5 separate regions of the Zea mays genome follow, and all the other regions are linked to region 2. Evidence: chromatin contacts called from public Hi-C data. All regions are on one chromosome and are shown on one strand. Each heading gives the region's core, a stretch centred on a gene start, on an enhancer-like site or on the middle of the called end of the contact. The rest is flanking DNA. Distances are from core to core; before and after follow the strand shown. Region 1 holds the start of LOC100276771. Region 2 holds the start of LOC100272480. Region 3 has its middle 68 kb from the start of LOC103637719. Region 4 holds the start of LOC100276847 (NADH dehydrogenase [ubiquinone] 1 beta subcomplex subunit 10-A). Region 5 holds the start of LOC100193580 (dihydroflavonol-4-reductase).

Region 1 (4,340 bases), core at 1,543-4,042, 260 kb before region 2:
CTCGGGAGACATTAGTGTATATCTAGGATTACCACGAATTAATTGAACTTGTGTAGGGTTAAGGAAAACAAGTGATCTAAGAATAACCTTAACCATCTCATGGTCATCCCATTTCTTACTCCCGAGGTTGCGCACTTGGTTCACCAAGGTCTTGAGCCGGTTGTACATTTCTTGTGGCTCCTCCCCTTAGCGAAGCCAGAAGCGACTGAGCTCCCCCTCGATCGTCTCCCGCTTGGTGATCTTGGTCACTTCGTCTCCTTCGTGCGTCGTCTTGAGTACGTCCCAAATCTCCTTGGCGCTCTTCAATCCTTGCACCTTGTTATACTCCTCTCGACTTAGAGAGGTGAGGAGTATAGTGGTGGATTGGGAGTTGAAGTGCACAATTTGGGCTACTTCGTCCTCATCATAGTCTTCATCCCCTACGGATGGTACCTGTACACCAAACTCAACAACATCCCATATACTTTTGTGGAGTGAGGTTAGGTGATATCGCATCATATCACTCCACCTAGCATAATCTTCACCATCAAACGTTGGTGGTTTGCCCAATGGGACGGAAAGTAATGGCGCATGTTTAGGAATGCGAGGGTAGCGTAGGGGGATCTTACTAAACTTCTTGCGCTCATGGCGTTTAGAAGTTACGGACGGCATGTCGGAGCCGGAGGTGGATGGCGACGAGGAGTCGGTCTCGTAGTAGACCACCTTCCTCATCTTCTTCTTCTTGTCACCGCTCCGACGCGACTTGTGTGAAGGGGATTCCTTTTCCTTCCCCTTCCCTTTGTTGTAGGACTCTCCCGATGGAGCCTTCCCGTGGCTTGTAATGGGCTTCTCGCCGGTCCCCATCTCTTTCTTGGCGTGATCTCCCAACATCACTTCGAGTGGTTAGGCTCTAATGAAGCACCGGGCTCTGATACCAATTGAAAGTCGCCTAGAGGGAGGGTGAATAGGGCGAATCTGAAATTTACAAACTTAAGCACAAACTACAAGCCGGGTTAGCGTTAGAAATATAAACGAGTCCGAGAGAGAGGGCGCAAAACAAATCGTGAGCAAATAAAGAGAGAGACACGATGATTTGTTTTACCGAGGTTCGGTTCTTGCAAACCTACTCCCCATTGAGGTGGTCACAAAGACCGGGTCTCTTTCAACCCTTTCCCTCTCTCAAACGGTCACTCGGACCGAGTGAGCTTCTCTTCTCAATCAAACGGGACAACAAGTCCCCGCAAGGACCACCACACTATTGGTGTCTTGCCTCGGTTACAATTGAGATGATCACAAGAAAGAATGAGAAAGAAAAGAAGCGATCCAAGCGCAAGAGCTCAAATGAACACAACAAATCTCTCTCTAATCACTAAGGCTTTGTGTGGAGTTGGGAGAGGATTTGACCTCTTTGGTGTGTCTTGTATTGAATGCTATAGCTCTTGTAAGGTGTAGAAGTGCAGAAACTTGGATGCCAATGAATGTGGGGTGGTTGGGGTATTTATAACCCCAACCACCAAAAATGGCCGTTGGAAGTGTGCTGTCGCATGGTGCACCGGACAGTCCGGTGTGCCAGCCACGTCAGCAGACCGTTGGGGTTCGACCGTTGCAGCTCTGACTTGTGGGGCCTATGGGCTGTCCGGTGGTGCACCGGATAGGTCTTGTAGACTGTCCGGTGCGCCAACTGCGCGTGCTCTGACTCTGGCGCGCACTGTAGCGCATTAAATGTGGTTGCAGACGACCGTTGTGCGCGAAGTAGCCGTTGCTCCGCTGGCACACCGGATAGTCCGGTGTGCATCGGTCACTGTCCGGTGACTCACCGGACAGTCCGGTGAATTATAGCGGAGTGCCCTCTGAATTTCCCGAAGGTGAAGAGTTCAGCCTCGAGTGCCCTGGTGCACCGGACACTGTCCGGTGGTGCACCAGACACTGTCCGGTTGCACACCGTACAGTCCGGTGCGCCAGACCAGAGTGCCTTTGGGTTATCTTTTGCTCTCTTTTTTTGAACCCTTTCTTGGTCTTTTTATTGGCTTATTGTGAACCTTTGGCACCTATAGAACTTATAGACTAGAGCAAACTAGTTAGTCCAATTATTTGTGTTGGGCAATTCAATCACCAAAATCAATTAGAAAAAAGGTGTAAGCCTAATTACCTTTTAAGTATGACTTTCTGTCTCAAACGCCTTGTCAGAATCCCACGTGGTTCATTATTCGAAGTGAGTCCGCGCGAACATCCCCTTCTGGACACAAATTCTATTGTCCTCTTGATTTCCAAAACCACGACACCATACCTCCCAAGATACAAGTTATGGAGCACCTCATTCACAACGACATCATTCGGTTGCGGACTTGTTGATGATGGCATACCCGAAAGGTTCAACACATGCCGGAATACTATGATTCCAGTAGAATATATGGTCTGTACATAATTTGTGTGAAGAATTGTGTTATGGAAAACTTTATATATACTTGTATCACTGTATGACATGATTGTAACCTTTTTGCTTTGCGTTGCACTCAAATTGCGGGTTTCTATTTGCATAAGTATGGTTTATGTGATTTTGGACATTAAATTATTTGTGAATATATTGTTATTTATTGTGCAACATGATTTGAATAAATACAGACAAATTATACCAATTTTTTTATTTTTTTCTAACTAAAATACGGTTCCCGGTCAAAAAAACACCGAAATTTGGTCAGGAAATACGAAATTCGAATTTTTGAATTTGAATACGTAAACCCTTCGGGAATGCGAAATTCAGTTATTTCCCGTTTTCAGAAACGGACGGAATTCAGTTCACAAACGGGATGGGTAACACTGCTGTAGGGTGATTCTCGAATCTCGATCTCCCTGCTCTACCCGCATCACCCCGCCGTTGCCGGCCCCTTCCTCCCGCTTCCCACCTCGCCGTCGCCACCTCTTCCTCTTCCTCATCGCCGGCGCTTGCGCGCCCCTTCTCCACCCCGTTGACCGCCGCACCCACGGCCTCGCCGTTGCAGCACTCGTGCGATCCGGTCACGAGTGGAGCGCACGAGCTCATTCGCTGCTTCCGCCTCCCCCTCTTCCTTGCCGGAGCCCGCGCCTCCTCTCCTCGCCGGCGCCTTCGCCTGCTCCTGCGCCCCCTTCTCCACGTCGCACCCACGGCCTCGTGTTGCTGCCCTCGTGAGATCCGGTCGCGAGCGCCCGACCTAGGCCGCTGCCTCAGTCTCTCCTCGCTCGGTCGCATCACCACCGCCGGAGACGGACCGAGGTGCTCTGCGAGACTCCGCGCCATAGAGCTCCTCCTACGGCGGGTTCTTTTCCGTCCGGTAGCTGGGTTCCCTGAAGCCAGTCATGGCGATGACCACCGCCGTGACGGGCCTCGCCGTCGCAGCAACCGCTCCCATTCGCTCCTTCCTCTCGTCCGCCGCCGCCTCTGTCAGCCTGCCCGCCGATCTTCGTGACCTCGCCTCCGACCTAGCCTCGGACCCTGCCGTCTCCTACCGCTCTCTGCGTGCCATCTGGTGCGCCACCTCGCCGGACACCCGCCCGCCGCTCCGCGACCTCCTCCAGGGCGCCGACTTCGTGCTACCCAGCCCGAAACCTCGTGAGAAGGTTCTTTCTCTCAGTCTTTGGTGGCACTGTCTGTCCCGGCCTGTGCGTACCGGCAAATAGGTGGGTTTTGATTCTGATTCGGTTTAGTCTGTCATGTGGTTGGTTTGCAGAGCGATGAGCTGAAGGCGAGGCTGGAGAAGCTCCGGGAGACACAGGAGAGGAAGGAGTATGCTGAGCTCGTCAGGGACGTCGCTCCGCCCAGCAAGGATGACGCTCCTGAGCCCTTTTCATCCTACAAGGATCAGATAGGATTTGGTACTACCCAACCGCCCTATTTTCAAATTGCTCTATGCAATCTTCCTACTGCTTGTTTCATGGATTACACTTGTTCCATTGAAGTAATAGGAATATAGGATGACACCGTGTGTGTATTTCAACATAATTGGAGCAATATAGTTCAAAAGCTATAACATACGAGTTGTGGAGCAATATCTTCTCTCTTCATCAATTGTTCCAAATGCAGAGGTAGGATCTACTATTTTTTAAAACACACACACATAAAGACAAGAATAAACAAATAAGATAATGTAAAATAAATTTGAGAATAATATTTTTGTAAATACCACTCGAACAAAGATCAATCTTCCGTGTGCTCGTATCTAAAGCAATGATGCCATTAGAATTTAGACCTGAGGTGCAGCACATGAAAATTGTTCTACCTCCACCACTACATTAGTGTATACGTCCAAGAGGCATTTATCTAGATTTAAAGTGAACAACGAACTACTAAAAATCTAGTTTCAGGATTTGTTTTTTTGAACTATCAA
Region 2 (4,559 bases), core at 131-2,630:
GGCGAGTTTTATCACAGGTTGTTTCGTGGGATTATACGATTCTGAACAATATGCGTGACAATAGGTAACGCCGAGATGATAGATTCATAAAACAGAAAGCCTAACTTGCTTACGTATACTTGTATAGCACTTTGTTGATCGACACTAAAGAGATGCTAAATCCTATAAGCACTTCTCCTATATTTTAGTCAGCTGAACTTTTAGATAATTAAGACAATACTTGTACAAGTAGTTAATATAATTTAATTACTATTTTATAATTTCTCTTTAGTATTATAGGTTTTTTTTATCCTCATCCAACTACAGAAATAATTATTAATTATTTTTTATTAATGTAGATCAGATTTTATCAAATATATGTTTTCATCTAATATTTTTATCGTCAAAACTAAAATTATATATTACTCCTGCCTAAATTGTCTGGTTCGCTGAACAGGGCCCATGCATGACGTCACCACGAGGTGTATGTGTGGATATGGATCGGCCCATAGATCGACGGACCTGCATTATTCTTGTCTGTTTCGACTTGGACGTGCATGCGCCGCAATCGGAAGCGCTGTCGGCCGTCCGTCCAAACGTATTTGGGGCTCTTGTTTCTTTGCGACGAAAAAAAAAGGTAAAGCGACGTGTAGTGTAGTGTAGATGTCACCAGCGCTGCAGTGCACCGGACGCACCGTGTAACGACGACTCTTTAATTTGTCGATGCACGGCCATGCCTTTGCAACAGCTAAACACATCTGCACACCACGTACATTTGTACTCCTATGTGACTAGGCAAAACTTGAGAGAAAAAACCGGCCGTTCGTGTATCTTCACTGCGAGGGTGCTGGCGTGCTGCAAGCCTGCATCTTCATGTACTCGTAGTAGTAGAGGGCTAGAGGCACGAACAGGATTACATTTAGCTTCCAAAATAAAAACAAGCAACAGTTTTGTTGGCTAGTCTGCCTCTTGTTACATGCAAGGTTCCGTCCGAGACCAGAACCGCGGCTGGGCGGCCGGGGAACTGGGTAAACCAGCGGCGGCCCAGCCCCACCACCAGCTGCAGATGCATTGCACGCACCCCGCCCAGGCGCGCACCGCACGGTCGGGCCGGCGAGTCCTTCTCTATCGTCATCGGTGCATGCCTGGTGGCGCGACTTTTACGGTGGCCCCAACACGTGGCCCCCCGCTTCACGTGCCCCTCCTCTCCCTACGCTTCCCCCTCCCCGCCTCGCCGTGCGTGATGCGTCCCACATGACCCGCGGTTGCCGACGCCGTCAATCTCGCCGTCACATGCCAAGCCTTCTATTCCGTCGTCGCCTTCATCTTCCGTCCCTTGTCTTGCTATAAAACAACACAACGAAACAAGGCGGGGGAGAAGAGAAGCCAATCCTCCATCACCGCCACCGCCCGAGCCCCGAGGCCTAGGCCCTGATCTCTGCCTACCAAACAATGGAAGCCACAGCAGCCACCTTGTCCCGCTCCGCCTCCCTCTCCGCCGGCCGCCCCCACCGCTCCCGCACCGCCAGGTTCCCGCCACCACCCCCACACCTCACCCCGCTCTCGGCTGCCGCGTCCCCGCGCGGCCTCCCGCTCCGCCGAGCCAGGTCCGACGCCGAGGTCGCCTACTTCGCGAGATCCGCCGTCCTCGTCCGCCACGCTCCGATCCCCGCCATTATCGTGGCCGACGAGGAAGAGCGCCAGGATGACAACAGCAAGGCGCCAGCAGGCCTCGACGGCGCCGGCGCCGGCAGGAACGGCAGCAGCCACCGCGGCGGCAGCGGAGGCCGTGGCGGCGGCGGCGGCGGCGGCGGCTGTGACATGGGCGAGTACTACCGCCGCGTGCTGCGGGTGGATCCCGGGAACCCGCTGCTGCTGCGCAACTACGGCAAGTACCTGCACGAGGTGGAGCGCGACCTGGCGGGCGCCGAGGGCTGCTACGCGCGCGCGCTGCTGGCGTGCCCCGGGGACGCCGACCTGCTCAGCCTCTACGGCCGCGTCATCTGGGAGGCGCGCCAGGAGAAGGACCGCGCCGCGGCCTACTTCGAGCGCGCCGTGCAGGCCGCCCCGGATGACTGGTGAGGACTACTCCGATGCTTCCAGTTCCACGCCGTGATACCTCACTCGTTCATCGATCGGTTATTGATTGGTATGGTACTGCTGTGATGGTGCAGCTACGTGCTCGGGTCCTATGCGAGCTTCCTGTGGGACGCCGAAGACGACGACGAGGAAACAGGCACCCCAGCGGTCGATGTGGTCGCGTCGTGCGACTCGCCGGCGTTGGTGCCCGCGTGCTGATCGTTGTCCGCGTGGGGTGTGGACGGTGTCCGGTGGTCACCTGCTTCATCTGCTGTGTTTTGTTAGGACTGGTGTACATATGAGGACGGATGAGGGCGGCGGAGGGAGCACCAGGGTAAATCAACTGTCACCGCCGTCTACGGAACCGGCGAAAAATAATTAACAAGGAACCTCGCCGACGGGACGAACGCGCGGCGAAAAATAACGATGGCCGCAGCAAAACGGCTGGGCCATCGACGGTCACCTCGTTTGCCTCTACTCTAATCATTACTGTTTGTGTTTGATAGATGTGTTAGTGCGACCTTGTAGCTGGATGAATAGCTGAATTTACTGAGCAGTTGATGTACTTAGGCTCCTGGTGACCTAAAATGGGTGTGCAAATGTGCAATCCTAGTGATCTAAAATCAGTAGTGTGTAATCCTGTTTTTCTACATTGATAGTCGATAGAGGACTGCCTCGCTATATAGCTTGAGCTCAATAAATCACTACTAATACTAGTACCAGTGTGTTGTTGCAGATGTGTGTACCAGTCGTATGACCGATGACCGAGTAGGCTAGAATCATACCGTGTTGGTGCTCGAGCAAGCAGGTTGGATTGTGTGCACCACTGCACTGCACCTACGCAGGCCAGCCAACTATCAGTCGGCAGTCCGCACATGCAGCGGGGTGAATGGCTACCGCACGGCGCATTGTGTTTCTGTTTCTGGGCCATTTTTCTTTTGGTGAATGGCTCCCGCACCGCGCATAGCCTTTCTGTTTCTGGCCCATTGTTTTTGGGAGAAGCAGCTTCCTCGCTTGCTGAATAATATACGCACGGAGAAGAAGCAAAATTTATAAGCTTTGATCAATAAACATTTTTGAAAAATAAAAAAAAATTACAAAGTTCGATCCACATATATTTAAACTATATTTTGGACGTTAAAATTTTTATAGTGTATCTAGGACATATTTAGCAGAGCTCCTACAGTGGAAGTATGCTCTTGTTGCTATCACAGCCAAACATTAGTAATATATTCAAAGTTAACGGTTAATTTTTTTTCTAAGCAATTTGATTTAGCTAGGTTAATAGTTATCAACTACTCTCTCTGTTTCAAAATTGTTAGGAGTTCTGGCTTTTGAAGATAGACATAATGTATATCTACATACGGAGCAAAAAAAAAAAAAAAACAGAAAAGTTAGAACATTTTATATTTTGAGATAGAGTAAAAATCAGCAAGAGTATATCAGTGATAGACATGACCTTTATGCATATAACTGTGCTTAGACACATAAAGGCCGAGAAGATCAGTAAGGCCTTGTTCGTTTGTGTCGGATTGCACCCGGAATCGTTCCAGCTAATCAAAGTTTATATAAATTAGAGAAGTAATCCGGTTAGAAATCGTTCCGACCCACCAATCCGTAACAACTGAACAGGCCCTAAGGGTATCTAAATCTAGGAGATCCAAATATTATCTAGTTTGAGCGGGGTTCACTTCAGTCAAACAACACATACGAAAATTGACGTCTAGGACATAAATGGACTCTATTTTTGACGATCCACATATGCCTGGAAATATAATTTGGTAGACTAACTAGTGACTTTGCTTTGATGTTAAATTTTATCCTGAGTCAACTATAACTATAAAAAAAATCAACATTCAAAATCTCTGTTGAGATACTGCAATACCGTCTTTGGTCCATTAGGTAGTGTATCATCTTAGAGCATATTACGAGAAACATCCACATGGATACCAACCATAAATGTACTCACCCTTGCTAACATTGTTGATTAGAAGGATGTGAAGAGGAAGACTTTTATGAAGACAATGATGGTTTCTAGTTCTAGCGATGGCCCAATCATCATTCTATGGGAGATTACCCGTGATTCCGCTGTCTTTTGTTAAAGATAATGTTTTAAGACACTACTGTCCATTTCAGATGTAATAAAGTTTTATTTTCTCCATTTAATATATTGCACTTGTATCGTCAACATGTGTGGATATGGGTCCTGACACACACATGTTATGCATTCGGTTTTGCCCCTAAAATCGGGTGTGACAGAACTGATATCAAAGATATGCTGACCATAGGTCACTAAATTAGTTAGAAATGGAAAGCCAAGTTTGTTCAAAACATATCTTATTTTGCTCTTATAAACCTACTTTATAAAAGCTAGTCTCTCTTATTTCAACTAAGGTGACATTTCCTTCTTGTAGATGGCACATACATGTTGGACTGTTAGGAAAAGCACAAGAGCTTTTCCACCACCATCGCCATGCGAGGCAGGACCCTTGCACAACCCA
Region 3 (4,688 bases), core at 880-3,379, 340 kb before region 2:
CTACTACAATGTCTAAGTTTCAATCCTAAATAATCTAAGTATAAAGACAAGGTTGAAACTTAAGTGCTTAATATAAATGTGGAAGCTTAAAGAGCAAGGTAGAGATGCAAACTCTCGTGGATGACGCCGATATTTTTACCGAGGTATCCGGAACCACGCAAGGTCCTGACTAATCCTCGTTGGTGCCCCTACGCAAAGGGAAGCCCACGCGAGGGCCAAGCACCACGGCCGAGTAACTCCGTAGAGAGCCACAGGCCTTCTCCACGCGCAAGTGGTGCTTCGCTTCCGGCTGCTCTCGGACGCTCCCCTCTGTCTCCACTATTGAGCTTCCGGCCGAAAATGCCACGAGCCTCGTTCGCTTCGGTACACGGTGGTGGCCGTGACACAAACGCGGTTGTCATAGTCTCGCAAGACTCTCACCCCACTCGGTACAATTACAACGTCTCTCGCAAGAGCCGAGGGTTGTGTGGTTTTTCTAAACTCACTCAATTAACTAGGATTCATCTAGAGCAAGCGCTAAAGCGGTCTAACTTACCTAAGCACTTCGCAAAGCACCTACGCTAATCACCGAGTGATTCTATTAAGCACTTGGGTGTATGATCACTTGGAAATGTCTATTCTATGTCTTGGTATGTTGCTTGGGATCCCTGTAAAACCCAAAAAAATGTATTCAAGAGAGTATAGTCGATCTCCTTATTTTATGTGCCATATGTTCATCTTAAAAGAGCATACCTTTAATTAAGAGAGATGAATTAAAACAAATGATACAAAAATGGAATATGCATCATGCTGAGGTTTTATTTTGTGTGCATTCTGTGATAACATAAAAATAAAGTAAAAAAGGAATATATTAATACCCAAATTGGAAGTAAGACTTAAATTTGAATTTTGGGGATTAGAGGAGAAGAGCACTAGTACCACAAAATAGACATCGAAATAAATAAATAAGTAAAACTCCCTCATACCATGTTTAAGATGTACATTTTATGAGAAAATAAATGTACTAGGAAGTTTGGATTTGAAATTGGAATTTAAATTTGAAAGCAAAAGAAAGGAAAGTGAAAAAAATAAAAGAAAAATAAAAAGAAAAAAACGAATAGGGAGCTTACTGGGCCGGGACGCCATTTTCAGCCTAACCTGAACCCCTGCGTCACCGGCCTACGTTGTCCAGGGGATGCGTTTTCACTCTCTGCCGTGTGGGCTCGACTGCATGACGCAATCACGTGCGCGCCTTGGGCTCTCGGCGCCGACAGGTGGGTCCTCCGTGTAGGCCACTCGTAACCGCGCGCGTACTTAGCTGTGTCACTTCTAGGCGGGACCCGTGGGTCAGTCGGGACTTCGCTATCGGCGCGCACGACTGCAACTGCATGGTGGGACCGTCCGGTCAGCCCATGCTCCGTCTTCCTCGCCGAATCCCAACCAACATCACAGATTCGGCGGGCAGCTGGCTGACTTGTGCCCTGCGTCCATAAAAGGGGGGAGAAGATCCCCGACCCCGCACAACATCCCTCATCTACACCATTGAGAACGTTGTGCCGTGGAGAGAAAGCAGAAGGGTGGAGGGAGATCTGCCGCCGCCGCAGGATCGATCACCCACTGCTGGTGACCTCCGTCCGCGTCGACTCTCCACTGGGTGTTTGGACCCGTGACTTCATCGTCGGGTGTGAAGTGCATGCGGGGAGTTACTGGGCTTGGGAAGCCGGCCAAGCATGGGCAATTTCTCATCGGAGAAATCTTCCACCGCCGAACATTGGGGCACCGTGGCTAACTCATCTACCCCCCTTATCTACCGGTAAGGAATCCACCGACGCATTCACCTTTTCCTCCCCTTTAATTTGAACGAAGTCGTGTTCGCAGTGGGGTAGTAGAAGGCGGGGTCGATGTTCACGGCAATGGCGCCGTCGCGTTCTGCGCGCGCCGCCGTGGGGAGTTCGGCTGCAGGCGTGGGGTAGATGATGGGACGATGGCCGTTGATCCCCTAGCAAACGGCTAGGATTAGATCTTGACAAATTAAATACTGAGCGTCAGATTAGATTTGGGTGGCCATGATTTGATTAGGCGTACCCTTTCGTCTCATAAAATCATGACCGTAGAAGGCGTAATCGACGATCCCCAGCGCGTACCGATTCATTAAAAGGCTAGATCTCATCCAGGCCCTAGAATCTTGATTGTGCGGCTGAAAACCCTCGATACCTCTTCGGCCCTGGCACATTTTCTTAAGAGCCCCTGGGTTTCTTAGGAATTAACCCGCACTCCAAGCGCCAGTGGTCTGTGTCTTGGGAAGACTTCGGTTTTGCCCCCTGCACTTCTCTGTATTTGAGGCCCAGTCCAGATAATTGATAAAACCAGGAAAATTATTTAGAAAATAGTTTTTCGTACATATTTAATTGCAGAAACTTGTTTAATTTGTAAAAAATTCTTATGAACTCCAAATTGGTCCATTCTAGTTCCTAAATTTTTTGTAATATTATTGTTCATCCATTAGTGCCTCTGTTTTGGCATGAAAGACTCAGTAAAATTTATCTATTACATAATCTGGTATTAAATACATAAAATCTATGGAAAGTCACAACTAAAAATCTATAACTCCAAATTTAATGATCCCAGTTCTTATGATCTTATTTTAATGTGTAGATTATTATTGTGTATTTTATTTACATGTTTAGTGTGATGTTAATTTTTGCTATACTATGTATGTATTGTGTTGATGCGAGTAGACGAGCAAGTCATAGAGGTTCCTGAGGTTCAGCTGGTAGAGACTGCTGAGTAGGACCTCGTTGAAGGCAAGTTGTGCCCTTGATCACTTCCTTTTTACCCAGTCATGTTCTTATTAATCATAATGATCTGCATAGGTTAATTTTGATGTGACCCAATAGGTTACCCTAGATTTTGACTATCTTTATACCTTGTTTCACCACTGGTTTTACTACTAAATTTTTGGGTAGTACATGCTATTGCTTTATGTGGCTTTGGGTATAGAGATATTCACTACTCATTTTAATACTTTTTTATTATCTGTTTATTATTTACTGTTCATGGAAAGATCATTATGTTAATGGGAACATGGAGAACCACACGGGAAAACAGTGCTACCACAAGGGTTTAATGGGACGCCCTTGGCTGATTAACTAGGAAAGCTAGTGGATGACTACCTTACCCGAAAGGGGCAAGGGCAGTAGGGGAGTGGTCAGTGTAGGGAGGTCCTTGGGTTGATTTTGCTGCGATGGCGGTCATGCGAGGGATTCCTGCACTGGAGCTTCCTATAAACTGTAGCGGTTTTCTGAAGCTAGTGGAACTTTGTAAAGGCCTCGTAGTGGTACCCTGCCTCGCTTCCTTGGTAGAGGTGTATGGGGTCTGATCAACTCTGTGGCAAATGGGTAACACAACTTGTGGGTAAAGATGCGCAACCTCTGCAGAGTGTAAAACTGGTATACTAGCCGTGCTCACGGTCATGAGCGGCTCGGACACTCACTTGATTAACTTATGGAACTTAAATTCAATTTTTCATTTGCATTGCATCTAGGATTATTTTATTATTACTTTTACTTATTATTATTATGGTTTGGTATTTACTTACACTTAGTAACTGCTAATAAAATTTTGACCAAGATATAAAAGCAATGCTCAGCTTCAGCCTTTATTACATTGATTTGCCTTACACTTCACATGAACTCACACCTTTGGTGAGTTCATGCACATTATGCCCCACAACTTGTTGAGCGATGAACATGTGTGAGCTCACCCTTGCTGTCTCACACCCCCCACAGGAGAAGAACATGTTGTTCAAGTGGAGTCACACATCGAGGAGTTCGATTCGATCTAGGTGGCGTCTCCCAGTTGACTTTCTAGCGCCAAGGATGGATTTTAGATCCTGTTATAGTTATCTTTTATTTTTGTAAGTCTTCCGCTATATAATAAGTACTCTGATTATTGTGACATTTATCTCTATACACTCTGTTATTATATGTGTTGTCTTCTTTGGCGCATGTATGAGATGCACCCGGCTTTGTCCCTTAAAACCGGGTGTGACAGAAGTGGTATCAGAGAAAAATGTTGACTGTAGGACAAAACCTAGATAGAAATGGACAAAACCCTTACCTACTTACCTTACTCTGATTCTTTCTATACTTATCTTGATCCTGTCTCACCTTCTACTATTCTACTCTGATCATTCTTATCTTTTCTACTCTAAGACAAGATGTATTTCACACCTTGAAATCCTACACTTATGATCTTTTTAAGAAATAGGAAACCTAAGACAAAATTAAAATTATTTTCTTTATTTAAAAATGTTGGTTGATTGTTCTGATGATCAATGCCTGATTTGCTTCTTTGATTGATTGAAATAGTATAGACGGGCATCTTAGCATGTACCACCATAAGGTAATGAATTAGCTTTAGTAGGCAACACACTTAGCTAATAAATCCCCAAAAGTAACGTGCTTCGTAATTACATGCCTTGCCTACAGTCCTTTCTTTCTTACTCTAAGTTTCTAACCTAGATGGGCTACCCCTATAGTGTTAGAAGAGATCAGTATAGACGTGATCCTTGGTATGTCATAGTTAAGAAAGGTAAAGGAAGTTTATACACTGTGCTAAAGGAACCATAGAACTCACCAGTTCCAAAGGAGAAAGATTTGAAAGTTGGAATTGCAGTAACTACTGCCACCAGACTAGCGACATTCTTA
Region 4 (4,447 bases), core at 756-3,255, 300 kb after region 2:
CATCCCTCCGCCTCCTCTGGTCCGTCTTCTTGCTCCTTTCCTGATCTGCTACGTGGCATCATTCAGAGAGGGAAAGCCAGGGGCTGCCAGGCCAGGGGATCCTACACTGGTGAGCGCGGGAGCTCCTTGAACTGGATGAGTCTCGGTCTCGGGTCCAAGACATGGTAGCTGATACCTCCCTAGAAACATGAAGACAAAAACATGTATTCTCCACTGTCATAAAATTCCCTCTCACACATGTACGATGTTTGCAATACTAGTAAGGAAAATAGCAGTAGTAGAACTGCTTTCATATTGCACTACCAAGATAAAAATCTATGGAACATCACTTCCCTAAAAATCTATACAAAGTATTTTATATGTTTGCAATTCAATAGGTTTGCAAAAACTGAAACTCTGCTGTTCACTGAGTAGGTTTGCAATGTGAATTGGTTAAAGCCCATGCTGAGCATAATTCTATCATTGGTTAAAGCCTAGTGCTTAATATTCTGAAACTCTGAATCTGTGAGCAATTCATTTGTTATGCAATTGTTTAGCTCATACAATTATTCAGTTCATTGGACTTCATATACAATTATTCAGTTCATTTGACTTCATTCATTTGTTATGCAGCACAATGTCACCTGGTTACTTAACAATACATTTGCGCTCTCAGCCTACTTTTTGTCGTGCCACCTGATCTCCTGCTCTCGTACCAACAATCATAATGGTCTGCTTCTTGATTAGTTATAGATTCTTCAAAATCCTGGTCTTCAATAGGATGCTGCTGCTGCTTTGGTGTGCCTGATCTCTGCACCTCTTTGAAAAAAGACAGTACAATTCTATCTGTGTTGGACTCGACAGAGATGGAATATTGGTGGCAAGTTGCACAGTGATGAAAAAGACATCAGCCTATATGCTTCTATGAAGCATTGAACAGGCCACTGTACACATATGTGATGAGGGGGGAAAAAGGAGATCGCAAAGGATGCAGCCAATGTTACAACAATAGTAACCTGCATCAAATCAGTAATACAGTTGCAAGCACACTCCGATGAGGAGAGCAATGTGGTAGGTCATAATGCATCATCGGTCGTCTAGGTCTGCAGCATCAGCCATCTCTCTCAAGGTTCCTGCACGATCCAGACATTCCCTGTCGGCTCTTGGTCTCCAGTATATTGAGGCTAGTTCAGGACAGGAAAAGGAAAAGAACAAGCCGGGCATGGGAGTAGCGACGACGGGCGACGGATGGCGTCAAATGACCGAAATCCTGCAGCAGTTGCAACCTACACACGGTTTAAGGCTCACTGTTTGGAGTCTATCCTTCAATTTGGGCCTAAACAAATTGACTTGAGTAGCAGTAGCTAAATCAAAATATAAGGCCCAATTATAGAACTCATGATTGGAGTTGTTCTAATGCATTTCGGTTTCCACCACTCAGACTGATTACCACACAACATACATAGAAAGGAAAGAATGTGCTTAGTTTCAGCAGGCCTCACCCCTCCAATCCAGGAACAGCAGCACGAGAAGCCGAGGCAGCAGCTACTCCGCCTCGATGATCTTCTTGGGCTCTGCGAACCAGAGAAGAAGCAGCCATATAGACCTATCGATCATGCCGATCAAAGGGTAAGACGAGGCATGAAGGGATTCGGACCGTGTAACTCGGGCGGTCGGGCATCTTTGCCCCAACCCACGCCGCGTGTAGCCTCTAGGTACTGGTCCACGAGGTGGCGGCACTTCTGGTGGTGGTTGATCCCCTCGATGCGGTAGCACCAGCGGAGGCGCTCCCGGATGATCTTGGCGGTCTCGATCTGGATCCACTTCTCCCGCACCAGGTGTTCCCGGTACTCCAGCATAGCCACCGGGTCCGCATATGGGTTCTTCGGGTCGAAGTTATCCGGTGGCTGCTCATCGAACTCAACCTTTGCCTTGCGCACCATCTTCTCCGATCGCGGCCGGCGGCCGCACGGTCTTCCGATTGGGTGGGGGTGGGGGTGGGGGTGTGGGATTGGTGTGGTCCGCTCGGTCGGATGGGAGACGGAGCTGATGGGTCGATGAGTTAATTATGCGAACCAGGCCTGTGGGCTGTTAGTCGGCCCAACAGAATGAAGCGTAGGTGGGCCAAGAGACAAGCTTCTGTCGCCGACTCACTGTTTCCCGAAGTCTGCACTCTGCAGGCGGAAACGCCAGTTCAGCCACGTGGAGAGGGCAGATCCGAGAAGAGCCGGCGCGATGAGCTCGCCGGCGAGGTCGACCATCTCGGCCGCCGAAGACGTCGCTGATTCCATCGACGCGCTCTACCGCAAGGACGAGGCCCTGGCTGGTGATACGCCCCTCTATCTCTCTCTCCCTTTTGCAAGCGGTGCCAGGTGAATGCCTCAGAGAGTCAGAGTGACTGACCGATTGGTTGGCCTTGCAGAACTCAAGTCTGAGGTGATGGAGGCGCTGCAGAGGGAGGTGAGGTCTCTCGACGAAGACAACTGGATGTTCGCCGCACCGCGGTCCCGCATCAACCTCGTCTCCAGGCCTGGTAAGAAGGGGAACACAAAAATAGCAACAGATGGTTTTCTGATCAGTTTTTTTTAAATCTGTCTATATGGCCTGAGTTTAATGCTTCTGTTCCTGATGAATGAGCTGTGTACATTCCTTATACGATTGCGACCGATTTTATTTGTACCCCATTGGGGGGCATGTGTTTATCAGGTGCTTACCTGCCCAAGCAAAACGGGAAGCTCTCAGAGTTGGGGCAAGCATCCAAGAAAACAAGGAACTTCTAGGGTGTACATGCTTGTGCTTGCAAGAAGCCTGGTCCATGACTCCATGATGGTAGTGAAGGCTGTAGCATCAAGGATGATTTGTTCATGTTTCAAATCAATCTGGTTGCTTCCTGCTAATTCAATTTCAGACACATGTAAGGATTTTTCAAGTGATTGTGACTTCAATGTCATGGTATTGTTTATGACTTGTGCCTTTCCTATCTTCTACAAACTCAACCTGCCTAGTTTTTCTTACATTCATGATCCATCCTTTTCTTTCTGAACAGATATGCATGATTGCCACTTTAGTTGGAGACAGCAAATACATCGATAATTATTGAACAAAGTTATGTTGTCTTTAGTTCTTATGATCACTGGTATTAGAATACCTTTAATTCGGTTGTAAGTTGAAAAGCTTGCAAATTAAAATTCATATCTTAACATAAAAATGTTAGAACATAGATATGTTCTTTTTCTGAGCTGTCTTTTTGTATGGCACTGTCCCATGCCTCATATTAAACTGTATTATTTAGTGATCTTAATTACTTACTCTTAGCCTACCGTCTGTAACCGGAAGGTCCCGGATTCGGGCCCCAGCCTCTGCATGTTATGCGGGTAAGGCTTGGTACTTAAAGATACCTTTTCCTAGGCCCTACACAGTGCGGGAAGCCTACGGCACTGGGTACGCCTTTTAATGACTTACTCTTCCATTGTACGTACCTTAACAACGACAAGTGTTCATATATACAAGAATTTCGTTACCAAAATCTTCTGTTAGCCATTTTGAACTTTACAATGAATTATGAATGTGAAGTGTCTTAAGGTTTTGGTAGTGCTTTGTACATTGTTTCTCAAAATTGTTTTGCTTTATCGGCAAATCTTATATGTTCTGCAGTGAAATCATGGCACTTGACTAATAGATCAGCCTGTATGATAATCCTGGTGTTTCCTATTATTTTTCTTTTCTTTTGTCAAATGTAAATGCACACTGCCATACACGAATGCATATGAACAATGGGAAAGCTGTGAAGATGATGTGAATGGTGTAACAGTAGTCAGTAGGGTCTGCGATTCAGCTTTCTTATAGAGGCCATGCTGGCTTTGCACCAGTTATTTCTTCCAGAGAAGTGTTCCCTGTCAGTTTAACACTGAAGAATGATGCTTCGACTTGTGCTTGAATTTGACTTCATGTGTGCATTTTCCATCATGGGGAGAGTAGTGGTGAAAGTAGTTGAAAAGTTAGCAGCCATACCACCTTTTTTTGTGTAATGTAGTAGTCACACATTTGAGGCATTGACTGATGACATAAATTTGTTTGAAGTAATTACACATTCACACATATAATTGCAGTCGAATGTTTCTGTGGTCTACTGGTTGCTCTTGTTTGACTACCCATATGACAATGTCTTTAGTCAGATATTATGGTTACCTTTTGGGTTTGGCATGCATACAGTGCCAAATTGGTGCTTTGACTTTGCATTAGAATGTGCAGGTTCTATATCTATTATGTTACATGCTCTTTATCGCCGAGCAGTTGGTAACACTAAACAAGAAGCAAACAAAACAAAACAAAGCAATACTTTAAAGGCTAGGGAGTCGTACATTAGTCTCCTTAATCATTTAGAAATACCTTGGTGGTGCTGAGGATCCATCTTGTCTCACTGTAGTATTGTAATGGACCATGCATCAAGAATTCAAGATGTGAGACT
Region 5 (4,243 bases), core at 344-2,843, 420 kb before region 2:
ACCTCCGTCTCCACCGTCGACTCCTGCACACGCACGATGCAGCACAACCAAATTAATAAAACCTGCTCGTCAGAAAAAACAGCTCGTGCAGTCGGTGCGTGCTAGCTGCCTGCTGGCCTCCCTGCTCGCTCGTCAACCAGCTCGTGCAGTCGTTGCGTGCTAGCTGCCTGCTGGCCTCCCTGCTCGTAGGAGTAGGACGGACGGGACAGAGCAGACCAGCCAGCCAGCAAGCAGGGGCGAGGACGAAGGGGCAGCAGCTGACATGCCCATGCCCATGTGAAGGGTTTTAATGCACGCGGAGGAAAAGGGTTCGAGTTCCCTTTCCCCTTCCCGCGGTTGGTTCAGTTTGGTGGCCCAGTTCTCTGCTCCGTTGCGGTCCCTCTGTGCTGTGCTGTGTGTGAGCTTCCTCCTCTCACCTTGTCCAGCTATTAAATGCGCTCGGCTACTCCACTGTACTACTGGAGTAGTACGCTGGTAGGACAGGAGCAGGAGCGGGACTTCACACCGCACCTGGAGCTGGAGCCTGGAGGCTGGAGGAGGAAGAAGGGGCACGCTCACTCATCACAAGTCACAAGTCACAGCCACACCACACATGAGCTGTGTCATTAATGGGTCATCATCATCAGAGGAGTATGAAGAGGTCCGGGTCCCAGCCCTCCTCTGGAACGAACCAAACAGCCTAGACCAGGGAGGAGGGAGATGGAGATTCATGGAAAAGGGAGGAAAAGGTAGCACAGGATCGGCTCATCTCCTCTCCTCTGCCACTGTCCAGCTGTCCCGGTCCCTGTTCATGCTACAGTGCTAGTATAAGCTCTGGCTGGGTCTACTAGTATAGGAGAGCATAATCCAATCCAATCCAATTTTATGCAGTGAGCGCTACTACCTACAAGTCACTCCTACAAACGAGCTTTCGTTTCTTCGAGGGGAAAACCCGGATTAATACTAATATGCAGAGGAGAGAGAGAGAGGCGAAAGAAATCAAGCAAGCTGCCGTCTTGTACTCACATCGCATTGGGCCTGGTCGTCGGGCGTGTTGAACATGCAGAAGACGCCGGCGCAGCCCCGCACGGCGTCGGCGATGGCGTGGTAGTCGAACGGGTCGGCGCGGAACAGCTTCAGCCGGTGCCTGCACGCGTCGGCGGCGCACGACAGGTGGCCGAGCAGCGCGGCGGCAGCCGCGCCCTCCTCCCCGTCGCGGGCGTACGTGGCGGCGTGGACGGTGTACCCGCGCCGGAGGAGGCGGTCCACGAGCGCGTGGCCCAGCGGCCCCGCGGCGTCCATCACGCACACGCTCTTGCCCGCCGCCGCCGCCGACGACGACTCCACGGATCCCGGACACATGTTTTCTTCTTCGACCGAGGAGGAGGCAAGACAGCGAAGCGAAGCCGGAGGAGGAGCTCAGCGACGACGGTGGTGGTGGATTGACGAGGCCAAGATGATGATACGGATTGCAAAGAGGGGAAGGTGAGGCGCGCAGTATATATAGCGGGAAGAAAAAGAAGAAGAAGAGAAGAGACCGGGGCCGGGGCCGGCCGGCAAGGACAGGGCGGGCGAGAGAGACGGGTTATTCCGAGCCGGGAGAGGAGAGGAGATACGAATCAATGAATCATACGATACGGGGCCGGGTCAGAGGCAGCAGGCAGGCGGGAGGGGGCATTCAAAGGGCGTGCGTGCGTGCCGGACGGACGGATGGACTCCCGGTGCGGTGCCGTGCCGTGCCGTGCCGTGCCGTGCCGTGCCGTCGTGTCTCTTGTGCTTTTGCCGTTGGCGTTGTTGGTTGGGCGTGCTCGCCTGCTCCCCTACTGCTGCGTCCAAGAGACGACGGTAAACGCACTCTAGAAGATTTTTCGTCTATAAACTTTAACAGTATCCTATAAAACATCTTTAAGGTAGTGTTTGGTTCAGGAGCCAACTAGAACGGAACCGTTCCATCCCTGATTCTAGGAATGGAGCCGCTCTGTTTTGTGTTTGGTAAGCTGGAACGGAACGGCTCTGTTTTTTGTTTGGTTGCAGAGTGAACTGGAACAGAGTGGCTCCATCCTTTGTTTGGTTCTAGAGTGAAGTAGAACGGAGCGATTTCATTTTGTGTTTGGTTCAAGAGTAAAGCATAATGGAGTGGCTATGCTCTATATTTGTTTGATGAGTGCAAATAGATAATTTTCTCCATTAGTCAATCTGTATTTTAAGATATGACACATTCATACAACCATTAGTCATATCTTAAGATGACAAATATAACTATAGATCATAAAATGTATAATAATTACTCCATAATCTTACACATGACTCATCCATACAACCATCACAAAAGTGTTATGTCAAAAATAAGTTTCATAACATATCACACACATGTCCATACATAGTTTCAAACAAACATAGGTCCTTACATAGATCCATACAAATTGTGAAATGTATTATTAGATTACCATAAAGCCTAAAACTTCTCATTAACGAAGTCGGTAATCATAGAGACCTTGTAAAGCAATGGCACATCCATGAAAGCATGTGCAATGTCAGGATTAGAAACCAAATGAGAATAATACTTGGACTTGTGCGCAATCTCAAATCCTGGAATATTGTCTACAGCTTCAAACAAACCAGCTGGCAAAGGTTTGTTTGCTGCCTCCTTGATGGCACTGGCTAGTGTTTGAGTGGCATGCTGAAATGCTTCAACTAAGAATTCAGTACCATTGTCTTCCCTCTTGGCCTTCTTGGATGGTTTAGTTGCAGATGTTGCTGCAGGGTCATTCTCATGGACAGCACTAGATGTTGCAATACACCCTTCCTTTTGCACATCTTCACCATCATCAACAGCAAGAGGGTCATTTGATGTCTTTGCAAATCGTCCTGATGCAACACTATTGCCAAAAATTGTAGCAAGGTTGCCATAGTAGGGAAGAGGCTTGTTTATAAATTCATCATCACCCTTGTTTCTTTCATCCTGCATGCAATAAGATAATTAGTGCATAGACATCAACATTGCATTCAATAAAATGAGGGTGATGATGAGCTACACTAGTAATTATCTGTGTATATGAGCTACACTAGTAATTATCTATGTCACAATTAAAGAAATAACTTATATAAGGTTTTTACCTTCAGGGACACGAAGACCATTTTCTCGTTCTAAAGCATCTCTTAAAATGAGGGCATCATGGGCTGTCCCCTCCCATCCGGCCATTACAAAAGTGAACCTTAGATCAAAATCTACTGCTGCCATTACATTTTGAGTAGGGTGACTCTTCCTACCACGGAATGCAGCCTCCATTTCCTTAGGAACAGAGGCTCGAACATGTGTGCCGTCAATGGCCCCGATGCAATCCTATTTTCCCATTGGAACAAAAAATGTAAGGATTGGAAATTCTACATAAGACCATTGGATAGAAATAGGTCTAACCCGCAAGATACCTTAAAGTAAGGATCCCACCGTGGGTTTCCAGTGATTTTGGTCGGTGTTGCTGATGATGGTGGCTTAATGAAGTCATGTCGTAGCTCCCCAACAGCATGAAGTACTTTGTTGAAATACCGACTAACGGTTTCACCAGACCTAGCAAAATTAGTGCCTACTAACCTATTCCTAACATTGTGGCCGATTGTGTGTAAAAACATAGCAATTTGCTGCTCAACACACATATGTATGGTGTCTTGTAATAGACCACGATTCCTAATAAGTTGGCAAAAACGGAAGAATGATGATCTATTAAGTCTAAGCATATTAACACAAGTGACATCACTCTTCCAAATTTTATCATCAAGATACTCCATCCTTTTTCTATCTCTCTCATAAATTGGACCATAACTAATTTGTCCTACTGCTGCATGACCATGACGTTTTCTTTTTCTAGATTCAATAACACAAGCCATCATTGAAAGCAACATATGAGCAGCAACAACGTACACTACAAGCATATACTTCTTCTCCATCTATATAAAAAGGATAACATTACCAATTGAAACCACACATGCATGCTTAATTTCACTGCTTAAATGAGAAAATAAAAAATATTATAATACCTTAAGCTCTGAAGTCTTTTTTGTTCTCTGAATACTTGCAATCCTTGCACCTGTAAAAAAATGAAAGCATTAGATGGCGTGCTCCGCAGAGATCTGACGGTGTTCTCAATCGCAGAAATAATGCTAATCGTAGAATGGACTTGTGGTGTTCTCAAATCACAAAAGGACAAAAAAGCAAATCACAAAAGGACAATGGATCTAATGGTGGCTGCTCGGCAATGGAAAAAAA

What was found. Hi-C and Micro-C count contacts between places; a contact is called where the count stands out from the background.
Region 1: a Hi-C map of bundle sheath shows a contact between it and region 2, with 4 times the contacts expected there. The contact joins the promoter of LOC100276771 here to the promoter of LOC100272480 in region 2. A contact is called at or near these places in 4 of 25 Hi-C or Micro-C datasets (bundle sheath, ear, leaf and 1 more).
Region 3: a Hi-C map of tassel shows a contact between it and region 2, with 4 times the contacts expected there. The contact joins the enhancer-like site here to the promoter of LOC100272480 in region 2. A contact is called at or near these places in 3 of 25 Hi-C or Micro-C datasets (bundle sheath, endosperm and tassel).
Region 4: a contact with region 2 is called in a Hi-C map of leaf, with 4 times the contacts expected there. The contact joins the promoter of LOC100276847 here to the promoter of LOC100272480 in region 2. A contact is called at or near these places in 9 of 25 Hi-C or Micro-C datasets (bundle sheath, ear, endosperm and 3 more) and 2 of 3 datasets of contacts at active chromatin or transcription factors (leaf and seedling).
Region 5: a contact with region 2 is called in a Hi-C map of tassel, with 5 times the contacts expected there. The contact joins the promoter of LOC100193580 here to the promoter of LOC100272480 in region 2. A contact is called at or near these places in 4 of 25 Hi-C or Micro-C datasets (bundle sheath, leaf, leaf mesophyll and 1 more).

The regions. Positions count from the first base shown.
Region 1 is chr1:103,763,814-103,768,153 of Zm-B73-REFERENCE-NAM-5.0, reverse strand. LOC100276771 reads left to right here and starts at 2,792. Exons shown (of 4, transcript NM_001150485.2): 1 at 2,792-3,573; 2 at 3,684-3,828. The coding sequence starts at 3,313.
Region 2 is chr1:103,506,098-103,510,656 of Zm-B73-REFERENCE-NAM-5.0, reverse strand. LOC100272480 reads left to right here and starts at 1,380. Exons shown (of 1, transcript NM_001146951.1): 1 at 1,380-2,738. The coding sequence starts at 1,432. The coding sequence ends at 2,061.
Region 3 is chr1:103,844,657-103,849,344 of Zm-B73-REFERENCE-NAM-5.0, reverse strand. No RefSeq gene overlaps it. Among protein-coding and RNA genes, the nearest start is that of LOC103637719, 68 kb to the left of the region's middle. Within about 2 kb of position 2,129, at least 16 of the 20 cell types and tissues checked have an H3K27ac peak or open chromatin away from gene starts, as enhancers often do. A contact at or near this core is called in bundle sheath and tassel, where this site is marked.
Region 4 is chr1:103,208,485-103,212,931 of Zm-B73-REFERENCE-NAM-5.0, reverse strand. LOC100276847 (NADH dehydrogenase [ubiquinone] 1 beta subcomplex subunit 10-A) reads right to left here and starts at 2,005. Exons shown (of 2, transcript NM_001416002.1): 1 at 1,637-2,005; 2 at 1-179. The coding sequence starts at 1,922. The coding sequence ends at 49. LOC100277622 reads left to right here and starts at 2,115. Exons shown (of 3, transcript NM_001151134.2): 1 at 2,115-2,305; 2 at 2,402-2,512; 3 at 2,686-3,020. The coding sequence starts at 2,215. The coding sequence ends at 2,759.
Region 5 is chr1:103,927,224-103,931,466 of Zm-B73-REFERENCE-NAM-5.0, reverse strand. It overlaps LOC100193580 (dihydroflavonol-4-reductase), which reads right to left and starts at 1,593. Exons shown (of 4, transcript NM_001138687.1): 1 at 1,006-1,593; 2 at 1-23. The coding sequence starts at 1,341. It overlaps LOC103644826, which reads right to left. Exons shown (of 4, transcript XM_020542065.1): 3 at 4,015-4,064; 4 at 2,145-2,941. The coding sequence ends at 2,435.